Linked DNA regions of Sus scrofa: region 1 is linked to region 2. Evidence: chromatin contacts called from public Hi-C data. All regions are on one chromosome and are shown on one strand. Each heading gives the region's core, a stretch centred on a gene start, on an enhancer-like site or on the middle of the called end of the contact. The rest is flanking DNA. Distances are from core to core; before and after follow the strand shown.

Region 1 (5,987 bases), core at 2,533-5,032, 280 kb before region 2:
GCAGAACTTATCTGTCCTGCTCACACAGCTTCCCCGGGACAATGCCTGGCACCAAGGAGCTGCTCAGTAAAGATTTGCTGATAAGGAATCACACTGATAGAGGAGGTACAGCTGGCAAGAGAATTCATCCTGGGGGAAGGGACACGAGTGGAGGGAGTTAGATTTGGGGAGGAAGGGGTTATAGAGGAGAGAAGGCAGAGAAAACAGGGAGAAGAGGCTGCACAAATCACCTCAGCATGCTGGGTCAGCAATTTCTGGATGATTACAAAACCCCAGCAAGAGCCTAAAGAGGTGAGAAAGAGCACCCATGCCTGGTCTTCAACAAAGCATCTGCCCAGTGCTCCTCTTGTAGAGCAGCTCTTGAGCAGGCTCCACCCTGGAAACCAGACCAGGGGAGGGAGAGGCATTGCCGAATGGCACCCTCTTGTGGCCAGAGCCCCAGAACCGGGTGCTGGAGACCATGGCTTCAGCGTGTGGCTCTACGCCTCCCTCTTCTGACTCTCTTCCCCTTATCCAAGCCAAACAAGCAGGCAGACGGAGAAACAACCACCCACTGTGGCAAAGTCCATCCTTTGGTAAGATTGCTCCTTAGATCTGGCATTTTGAATGGTTTCATCTCTTTCCCTCTTATTTTTTAGGGCTACACCCCGTGGCATATGGAGGTTCCCAGGCTAGCAGTCAAATCAGAGCTGCAGCTGCCAGCCTACATCACAGCCACGGCAATGCAGGATCCGAGCTGTGTCTGTGATGTACACCACAGCTCACGGCAACGCCAGATCCTTAACTCACTGAGTAAGGCCAGTTTACAGAACCTGTACCCTCATGGATCCCAGTCAGGTTCTTAACCCCCTGAGCCATAGTGGGAACTCCTTATCTCGTCAGGGCCCCGTTGGACAGTCCTAACAGCGCACACTTACTGAGAACTTCTCAGTTCAGAGGTCATCAGCATGCTTGTTAATTTCACCCTCACAGCATTGGGGGTGACTATCAGTGTCCCCATCTCTCAAAAGAGGATGGGGAGGCCCACAGACAAAGGAGCAGCCCTGTGACAAGGCTGGCTAGCGGTGGGCAGGACTCACACTGGGCAGTCTGCTCCACATCCACACTCCAGCCGTGGCCTGGTGCCATACAGAGGGGACAGAAAAGCCAGGCCTGAGCAGCTGAGGGAGGGGCCAGGGTGGTGGTTGGTACAGAAGGGGACAAATGCGACAGTCATCTCCTCCCCCTGAGCTGCCCCAGAGACTGCAGCCAAAGAAGCTGCCAATAAAGTGAGAAAAACTCCACAGCTGGGGGTGCGGGACGCAGACTGGAGCCTCCGGGTTCCCTGGGGCGCGGAGCCAGCGGTATCACTGTGCCAGGCTCGGCCTGCCCCGATCCTGTGCAGACAACCCCAGCGCTGCCCATTCTCAGCCTCCTTCACCATTTATGGTATCTGAGCCTCTGTCTGGCTTTCACAGGCCAGTAAATCCCACACTGGGCTGTTCTCAGAGCAGACCCAAACGGCTCTGGCCGGGTTCTTGCTGGAGACCTGTTTCTGCCTCAAAACACGCTTGGATGAGAATCCCACAGACCTGGGGGCAAGGAGGACAGCCCCAGAGTCTTCTTGATCCCTCATCTGGGGACCCCCACCTCCAGTGGAACCATCAGCTCAGCTGGGTCTCGCTACTCCAGTCTCAACGCGGGCAGCCCAGGACAGGCTCTGGATGAGCAGGGCCATGGGCCGCAGACCCATCACACGCCCCTCTGGCCCTCTCTGCCATTACTAGACTTTGCAGGGGTGGGTGGGCGCTCTTGGATCTCCAAGGAGAGCCCCAATGGGAAGGTGGAAGTGGCTCCCTTGGCCTGGATCTGCTCCCCTTTCCTTTGAGTCTCATTACCACAACTTTCCGAGGCCCCTCAAAGAGCCATGAGTGAGATCTGTGGGGAGAGGGGGCATGGGGTGTAAAGCCGACTGCAGCTGACAAGCTCTGGGTGCCAGAGTCAGGCTGTGACTCAAGTGGGAGTGGGAAGGGCCTCCTGGGAGGAAGCAGGGATGATCCCGAGTGGTGACTCCACGCTGGGCACTTCAGAGGCATCCCGGAGGAATGAGGCCGGGAGTGTGCCCCACCTGGCACAGCCCCACAGGAGCCTGGCCACAGCCATGTCAGGGCATCTGTGCCACGCCTTTATCCCTAGGGGGTGACATGGCCCAGCCCTGGGGGTGGGGGCCCTGTCCCTGGGGCCGGAGGACTCACACCCTGGAAAAGGGCAGGGAGTGAGCAGGGGCTTAGAGATCAAGGTTCAAAAGGTCCGCATGGCTCGTCAGCATGGGATGCTTAGATGAGTGACACTGACCTCTTGAGACCTCCCCATAGGAGATGGGAAGAGCACTGCCCCCGCCTCCCGAGGGGCTACTGAGAATCGAGAAATGCCAGGGAAGGTGACAGTGCCTAACGAGGTAACCAGCACATGATCTTTCCTTTGGCCCTTTCAGTGAAACCACCTCCTAGGGCCTCCTGGAAAGCACTGCTCTGCTACAGGGAGACTCTCCCCAAGGCGCAGAGCCATGGGGACAGCACCAGGAGGGCATGTCTCCAGCTAGTCTGCTGGTAAAGCAGGCACGGTGCACCTGCTCCAAGCTCCCAGGGCCCAGTGACTCAGGAGCTGGGGGGCCCAGGCCCAGCCGAGGGTGGAGAAAGCCCTTCCCCAGCACTGTCACCACGGCCGCTGATACCACAGACACCACAGCCCCAACAGCTGCCTTGAGCCTGTGTCCCCCACCCCGCCCCGTGACTTCCTGAGACTTAAGCACTTGGCACTGATCAATGCATGACCATGATAATTGATTACTGGACACCAGGCTGCTGAGGCACAAGAACAAGCCTGGGGTGGCAGAGCAGGGGTAGAAGGAAAAGGGGGACACACTGTAACACTCTGGAAGCCTCGGTACTGGTCCTTGCTACCCAGTGTCCCCGCAATTCACGAGGGGCCATTTGCAAGAGCCTAAATCCTACGGAAACAACCATCGTTCAGTGTGCGCGGTTTGTTGCCCACCAGGGCGGGAGCTTCCCGAGCCAAAGGTGTCTTTGCCTCTTTCCCTGCATCTCCCCTCAGCCCCAGTGAGTGACAGAGTGATCGCCTGGCCTTGCAGGCCCTGATCACAGCGAGCTCCTGGAGGCCATCACCGCCCCCCGCCCGCCTTCAGGTGCAGCGCCCCTCCTCCAAAGCAGATGTGTTGGCAGGAAAGATGCTTCTCCAGAGGTGCCCAGGGGTTCCTACCATGGACAGTGACCCGGGCGCTGCAGGACACCCGCCCCAAGGTGTTCTCGGCCAGACAGGTATAGGTGCCGTCGTCCTCCGGGAGGGCATCCTGGATGTGGAGCTTGGCAACGCCGGCCTCGCAGGTGGAGCGGGCGTACTGGATGGGCTGCCCTGTGGAGGGAAGTGCAGCAAGGCTCAGGCCAGGGAGCCCCTGGTGGTGGGGTGTGGGCCCTGTCCTTAGTGGGGCTGCTGTTGTCATGACACCGACCATCCCTGGACCCACTCAGGGTTAATGAAGTGTCAGGATCACGCCCAGCCAGCTGGACAGAGGCCGGAGGAGGGAAGAAAGAGGCAGGTGCTAGGAGGTGAAGGAGAGGGAGTGATTGTGTGGGTGGAGGAGCAAGACTGGGGCTGGTAGGACTCAGGGGAGAGATTCTGGAGGCATCCAGAATGCGGGAGGGAAAGGGGCCTAGCTAGCTCTGTGCATCCTGTTTAAATAAACAGTCCCCAGATCCACATGCTAGACTTCACAGAATTCTGAGCGTGGAAAGAATCTTTCAGGGTCATCTGGCCCAGAGCCCAGCCTCAGGCAGATCAGACCTCACTCAGACTGTATATGAGGCTGCTGGCTCCTTTGAGAGGACTCCAGAAACAATGACCCCAATTTCCCACTGCAGATATTTATCAGAAGCGATTCTGCACCCTCAGCCTAATGCGGCAATGAAACGCATTTTAGGATTCACAGAAATGATAAATACAGGGAACTAAAAACGACTCTGGTCCCTTCTGCTGAGAGTCTCTCGAAGGAGGGACCCTTTATGAAAGATCGTAGAAAGTCCTCCCTTGAGACAGAAGTGTGTGCTAGGAAATCCAGTGGTTTCACTAATGCTATATGTTCCTGGGATTTTATCATTCCAGGATGCAAGCTTTCATTTCCAGGGGGAAAAAAAAGAATCTCATGACTGAAGGTTTTGGCCTTAGAGCAGGAATGTGTCCGTTCACCATATAGGAAGCAACTGTCAGTTGCTTCCCTTGTCAGCCCCAGGGTCCTGGTTTGCACTTCATAAAATTGGGGGTGGGCAATGGGAGAGGCAGAAAGCACAGGAAGAGGTCCTCTCCCTGCAATGCAATGTTTTCTGCACATAGCAACACTTCGCATCTCCATGACAGTCGAGCAGAGACTGCCAAGCAAGCCACAGGGCCAGAGGGAAGAGATTCCACTGGCCAGACTGCACCTCATAAAAATGGGGCTGGGGGCCGAGAGAGCCAGGCACCAGGATCATGCTACTGAGAGGAATGAACACTGCTGTGTGTGTGTGTGTGTGTGTGTGTGTGTGTGTGTGTGAGAGAAAGGGAGAGAGAGAGAGAGAGAGAGAGAGAGAGAGAGAGAGAGAGAGAGAACGAGGGCCCTAAAAGGGCTCTTCCTTGAGAATGCCAGTACATTCCATGACTGCCATCAAAATGCCTCTTTTGCTAAAACCTGTGCAGACAAGCTGCTTGAGAGCGCTCCTTTTACTGGAGCGTAGCACATTTTGGCTCCACAAGCAAAATGTGGAATGGTGGCCCCAGAAAGGAGTTGTTGGCTCAGGGCAGTCAGACCTGGGCAATACAGAACTCCCAGCTCCAAGACTGGTTAAGACCAGAGGTGGCCGCCAAGGGCCCTCCCACTTGTGCACTATTGCCCTCTAGTGGGAAGAGTGTGGAAATGCCAAGTTCACCAAGAATAAGAAGGGGGGTGTGGGGGAAGTGGGGGGTGTGTGGGGGTGTGTCGGGGGGTTGCTTTTCAGTCTGAAGGGGTACAGCAAACTCCCGCTCATGGGCCAGATCCCACCTGCAGGCTGTTTTTGTGTTGCCCCAGAGCTAAGAACAGTTTTTACATGTTTTCAATGGTGGGAAAAAGTCAGAGTATTTCATGACGTGTGTGAAAATTGTATGGAAATCCTATTTGTGTCCATAAATAAGATTTTATTGCAACACGCCCACACCCCTTCATTTATATTGTCACTTGCTGCCCTCTGTGCCATGACAACAGAGTTGAGTAGTTGTGACAGAGACTGGCTTGCAAAGCTAGACATATTTACTATCTGGCCCTTTATAGGTACTGTTTGCTGGCTCCTGGTCTGGCCCGTGAGCCAGACAGTAGGGAACCTCTCCTATTCAGATCCGCCCCTGGTCCTTAACACCCACACTCTGCTCCAGCTGCAAGGAGGCTGCTTCTGTGCAGACATGTATTGGGATCCGATAGGAGCTCTGTCCGTAGTGGGGATGAGGGGAGGCCCCAATTCTCATCTTCCTGCCCAAGAAGACTAGACCTAGGAGGACCCTAAGGTAGCTGCTCTCACTGACTAAAGACTGTTTCTAGCAAAGCCTAAGCAAACTGCACCAATGAGGTAGGTTCCCAGGCAACATGGCAATGACGTAGACATGACTGGAACTATTTGGTGACAGGCGACAGGCCACGGCTCCCTTAAGGAGCCTATTCTGTCAGTTGTGAGAGCTGATGAAGACTCCAAACCTTCCTCCAGCCCACCTCCTCAGCAATAAAGGAGCTGAGGCCCAGAGAGGTAAAGTGGGGCGTCCAAGGCCACCCACCCTCTCAATATGGAGAAGGACGAGTGCCCTTGGCTCCTGACTCCTGGCAGGTATTTCTCCATCCTTCCTGTGGCTCCCCAAAGCAGACCCCGACAAATTTCATCACTGTTGTGAACTGTTCTCGGTTGTAAAATTAAGAGTTCTCCCATGCTTTT
Region 2 (5,823 bases), core at 490-2,989:
GCTGCTCTCAGATCCCAGTGTCATCCCTCACCTCTAACACTCACTGCCACCCTGATTCAGAGAGGAGCAATCTGAGAGACTGAGCGATTCCCTTTAGAGCTGTTTTCAGCTACTGAAGCAGACGAAGATGCCTGAGTTGGGGTGAATCTGTTTTTTTGTTTTTTTGGGTTTTTTTTTTGCCTTTTCTAGAGCCACTCCCTCGGCATATGGAGGTTCCCAGGCTAGGGGTTGAATCAGAGCTGTAGCCGCTAGCCTACACCACAGCTCACAGCAACGCCAGATCCTTAACCCACTGAGCAAGGCCAGGGATTGAACCCGCCACCTCATGGTTCCTAGTCAGATTCGTTAACTACTGAGCCATGACGGGAACTCCAAGGGGTGAATCTGTTTATTTCATACCCCGCCCTTCCTGGGTAGCGTAGATTGGGAAGATCAGGCTTAACTACAGAGAAATACATTCTCCCCCTCCAACATTTCTGAATGTGGTATAATAAATCAGTGACCCTATGAGAATCTCATCAAATGTGTCAGTTTTTAATATTCCCTCTGTGATTTCCCCCGTCCTTGGGCTATTTCCACACAAGTAGACTAGCGCTGATTGGCAACTTGCCTGCCTTTGCTGTGGAGAGTAGTTTATTCATTGCATAATAGTTGCTAGAAAAGACACTGAAGAAGGAAAAAACAACAACAACAACCCAGCAATGGCCCCTCCTCTCCTCCTCTCTAAAGACATAATTATGCTGAAAGTTGAGCAGAACTACAGGAAAAGTTGGACTTCAATATTTCTGGTAACTTTTCTCACAAATGGAAGTATCAAGTATGCATTCCCAGGATATTTAAGAGGAAAGAGCAAGATCGTGTTTAGATATACTCAATGAGTCAAACCAGCTTTCTCGTACCATTTGGTTTTGGCAGAGGCAATCATTTTCGCATTAATTTTTAAACTTGCATGCATTCCACGGAGTTTTAAAAAATCATTTTTCTGACTCAATTTCATTTGTTATTATAATAGCGTTTAACAAGAGTGAGTCCACATATAAGATGCTACCAAAAGCTTTGAAGTCTGCATATGAACTGGTTTCTTTAAAACAGGAAAAGCAGCTCTTCCAATTGTAAATCAAGTCAAATCTGGAAAAGGCATGCATTTGTATGAGGGTCCTGCATCCATGGTGATGTCATGACTAGTCTGGAAATAGCCTCAATTCTCCTTTCCTACTCCCTTATCTCTTATTTTTATATCCAATTATGCTTATCAAATAGTAGTTTTCTATAAGGCTGCATCCCTTTAAAAAAATCTCTATTGGTATATCTTCTGGGTGGGTGAATCCCACGCATAAGCCAATCTTCTTCTACAGCTGGCTCTTGGTTATCTTTAGGAATATGAATGGAAGGAGTGGAGAGATATTTTATTTTAGGAAATAAACCTAAGTGCAGTGACTGAATTCATAAATAATCCCAAAGCTGCATCTTAGTCAACCTCTCCCCAGAGTCTGATGCCAGTTTTCCTCTCCCTCCTCCTAATCCCTCCTTCTGGCCAATGAGCAGAGAAATGACCTTCATTCTCAGAGGAGAAGTAGACAAGAGGAGGCATGTTCCTCCTTAGCCCTGGAGAGTTGACCGTGTTTGTAGATTGTACTGCCCTTCCAGACTCCAAGGGATTTTCCCAGGAGGAACAAAGAGCAATCAAGCTAACTTACAACTCCAAGAGAGCTGCAAGCAAGGGCTAGAAACTTCAGCCACTCAATCTCCTCCGTGAAGCGGCCCACATTCATCACACTATTAAACAGATCCATCGGGAGACTCAGCACCTTCCACATCTGGGCCAGCTCATCTGCGTGGATGATCAGTCTGCCAGCAACCTGTGGGACAGACACAAGACAGGGGATGAGGGACAGGATGAGATGGCTCTGAGAACACCTGCCCAGGAAAGACCCTCCTTTCCCAGCATCAGCAAGACGTGGGGAAGGGTATTGGGGGCCAGTGAGGACTCTGTTTGGCAGTTCTCTTTGCAAGGGCAGAGGAATATACACCTGACTGAAGAGCATTCTGAGATACAATCTAACCATTTCAACAGGTGTCAGAGTTACAGGGGAAACTAACGCATATATTACACTTAAATTTTTTTTAATGCTTTTATTATCTGCTGTTTCAACCCTAGGCTGTCCCTATGGGGCAGGTAGGGCAGTCTGAAAATGAAACCAAGGGGCAGGGCACTGGTCTGAGACCACTAATTAATGGTGAAGCTAGAATTAGATGTTAAATCTCTTGCTTCTAGATTCCATTGAGTTCTTTGCACTAGGCCCTGAATGCACCTCTCACACTTTCCCAGGAGTAATATGGGGTCTATGATCTGAATGCATAACACTGCTGGGTCCTCAGATGTCTGCCATGTCCATGGCACAAAGAGCATGGTGGTCAAGAGGAGAAGGCCACACATGGCCAGTTGTTGGCCAACCATGCGATAAGGGTGCGGGTGCCCCAGTGAAGCGCTATCACAACTTTCATGGTCCTCTGATTTCAGTGAGATCCTAAGCCTCTGGGATACAAGGAAGTTGGCCAAATCACTCCTGAATCACCCCAAACCTTTTGGTCCTGGATCCTAAAGTGAGATATGGTAGTGCTAAGCCACATTTCTTGGGAGTTGGCCAAACTGCAAGTTTTTCCAAGGCAGATCCTCCTCATCCATTCACAGGACAGCTCCCAGGGTGATGTGGCTATGGAGAGAGCCAGAGTTTAAAAGCCAGGCTCTGTCCACACCTGAGATAACAGTGGAACTATAACTATAACTCAAACTGTGAGTGGCATCATATATGGTCTTAGTCAGTAAAGGAGACACTGGCAAGGGAGGTGGACTTACACTTTCTGGAGAGAAGGGATTAGCTTTACATTGAGCCAGGACATCCTGAAAGCTCCAAGGCAATCTGGGATGACCCAATTGACAATGCAGATTACCACCTATTTCACTGTCACTCCTACTTCCCCAAAGATTTACTCTCAGCACATGGTTTAGTGAATGTTAAGACAATGCTTCTTTTCAGCTGCATCCATCATCTCCCAGTAATTCATCAAAATGACCAACACAAAGGGAAGGAGGAGGGCACGTGCTCATAATGTTTTCCAGGCCTTTTAGAAAACACGGAATTGATCTTTCAGCCACATTCATGCGAATCTACAAAAAAGGTGATATTGTAGACAGTATCCTTAATAGGGAATGGGCACTGTTGGAAAAGGCATGCCACGCAGATGTCACCATGGCAAAACGGAAGAGACTGCAATGTCACCCAGTATGATGTTGGCACTGCTGGAAACAAGTTAACGGCAAGATTCTTGCCAAGAGAATTAATGTGTGTGTGGAGCACATTTAAGCACTTTAAGAGCCAAGACAGCTTCCTGAAACCTGTGAAGGAAAACGATCAGAAAAAGAAGGAAGCCAAAGAGAAAGGTACTTGGGTTCAGTGGAAGCGCCAGCTTGCTCCACTCAGAGAAGCTCAGTTCCTGAGAGCCAATGGAAAGGAGCCTGAACTGTTGGAACCCATTCTCTATGAATTCGTGGCATGGTAAGTGTAAAGAAAATAAAAGACCTTGGCTGTAAAAAAAAAAAAAAAAGTTGAAATGTTGAGTGGCCAGCTGATGGGCAAGGGGACTTTTGTCTGTACTCACCCTTGACATTGACCCCCAGCCTGGGGCTGGAAGCACGAATCTTACCCTAGAATGCAGGATCTTTAACAGCTCCGGTGTAAGCTCCGCCCAGTTAGACAAAGCCACTCGTTCAGACCGCTCCCTCACTGGAGGAATATCTCCGCGAGCCATGGCTCCAAAATAACTACAAGACAAACAGTTAGGGGGTTGGAGGGAGCAGCCTATACTCCAGTGGCCTCTGGCTGCTTTGGGAACTCACCCCTCTATTCCTGTCTTTTTCTTTTCTTTCTTTCTTTTTTTTTTTTTTTTTTGAGGGGAGGGTTAAAGAAAAGAACATTTACTAACATTTGCTTCTACATGCCAGACACTGTTTTTAGTTCATTTATGTACAGAAAAAGCCTGAATGTGTTTGTTACTTCACACTTAAGGTATAGAGATAGCTTAGGGAATAAAAAGATTTGTTCTTCTCTAAGGATGAGGTATAACCAGCAAAAGTTTGGTGTGGAATTCCCGGAAGCACATTGGGTTTGTTTGTGGGTTTTTTTAAAGTCATTCTTTTAGTAAGTGTTTTATACACATATGTATGTGCATGCACACATACACACATATATAGGTGTATAATTATAATGAGATATATATTATTGTGTATGTATAAAATGCATATTATATAAGTATACAAAAGGAGAGAGAAAATTATTGTTATTTTATTTTTCATTAATTTTTAAAGAGAACATATTTTATTTTTCTTTTGGCTGCACCTACCATATGCAGAAGTTCTTGTGCCAGGGATCCAACCCACTGTCATGGCAGTGATAATTGCTAGATCCTTAACCCACTGAGCCACCAGAGTACACCCTAATTATTGTTATTTTAACCTCCTCACTCTCTTTTATGAAGGAAGAATCCTAGTACTTGGAGTATCTTTTTTTTCTGAACATAAAGATCTTGATGCTTGAAAACAATGGCTCTCTACATGCTTATAGTGGGTATTAGGTAGTGGTAGGGTTATGTAATCTTGGAAGGAGAAGTTGGAAGAGAACTAAAATGGTTTGCATAAGAAAGGGGAGAAGATGGGGTCCTCTGGGGGTGAACTAGAAAGTTTTTCTAGCTGGAAGCAGTGAGGTTTGGGGCTTCAAAGGTGGTGGGGCAGGGAGAGAAGGTTGACAGGGCACTAACAGAGGCTTAGGTGAGAAGCCAAGCCAAAAAGGGTTTGAGATGAACTTCCAGGGGGTGTGTAAATCCCCATGGAATGACACACCCCATGGAAATCCTCCTCTCTCTTCCCTCAAAAATTTTAGTAACATCTGCCTGCCTATTAGTGCTGTGTGGAATGGATTCTGTTTGGTGCAGTGTGGAAAAATGCTGACCCCTGTTTCAGGATTGACGTATGATGGAAAGGGGCTGCCCAAAGCAGGGACTGGACTTGGGTGGTTGACACGTGGGGCACCGATGCTGTGTGGAAGGGCCTGTCTCCATCAGAAGCCCTCTTATTGACTATCCCTGGGTCACAATCTCTTACTTTTTATTAATTTCTCCAGATCCAGGTGGTAGAAAAAGAACATAGAGGGAATTTTATAAAAGCCCATTTTTAGGGTCAAGCCATGCAGTGATGGAGCAAACCACTGTTTGTCTCCAAGTCACCACACAATGCAGAGCTACAGCTGCCAGCACTAAAACATCTTTTAGGCCTCCCTTGGAGGTCATGGGGTGGGGAGGGGCAGAAGAAATCCTTTCAGGCCACCTCTAACAGTGTGCATGAGACAGTCAGGGCTGGGATGGGTGTGGCTTTGGACCTTTTAGCAAAGTTGGTTAGAGAACATGGAAATGAGGCTGTAGCCATGGGTCTCATTCTCTTTGGGTTGTTTAGCTTCATTTGCAGCAAACAATTCCATGGTTCTTCAAATTTGCGTGGTCACACATACCCACCATAAGACAAATTAGTGTATGTCCTGCTGATGTCTGGTAGGTGGTTTATTCATGGACAGCTCATATGCAGGGAAATTTTTGGCTTGTGATGAATTTAACATTTTCTCTTGGAAATACTTTGTGGCATTTTACCTCCAAAATGCTGCACGTTTGTCAGTCACATAAAACCATCTGACAAGTTGCTTTTCACGTCTGAATAGATGGAGAGTCCTCTTAGGTCATATGCTCTTTTTTTTTTTTTTTCATTGTAGTTCAACT

Evidence for each region. Hi-C and Micro-C count contacts between places; a contact is called where the count stands out from the background.
Region 1: a contact with region 2 is called in a Hi-C map of omental adipose tissue, with 2.0 times the contacts expected there. The contact joins two enhancer-like sites. A contact is called at or near these places in 17 of 47 Hi-C or Micro-C datasets (brain, embryonic fibroblasts, epiblast stem cells and 11 more) and 1 of 2 datasets of contacts at active chromatin or transcription factors (skeletal muscle).

Annotation. Positions count from the first base shown.
Region 1 is chr13:136,697,251-136,703,237 of Sscrofa11.1, reverse strand. MYLK (myosin light chain kinase, smooth muscle) reads right to left here. Exons shown (of 34, transcript XM_021070234.1): 13 at 3,259-3,411. Among named protein-coding and RNA genes, the nearest start is that of HACD2, 130 kb to the left of the region's middle. Within about 2 kb of position 3,782, at least 22 of the 83 cell types and tissues checked have an H3K27ac peak or open chromatin away from gene starts, as enhancers often do. A contact at or near this core is called in omental adipose tissue, where this site is marked.
Region 2 is chr13:136,417,512-136,423,334 of Sscrofa11.1, reverse strand. ROPN1 (rhophilin associated tail protein 1) reads right to left here. Exons shown (of 6, transcript NM_001172369.1): 3 at 3,706-3,823; 4 at 1,698-1,859. It also overlaps the pseudogene LOC102157780. Among named protein-coding and RNA genes, the nearest start is that of CCDC14, 19 kb to the left of the region's middle. Within about 2 kb of position 1,739, at least 3 of the 83 cell types and tissues checked have an H3K27ac peak or open chromatin away from gene starts, as enhancers often do. A contact at or near this core is called in omental adipose tissue, where this site is marked.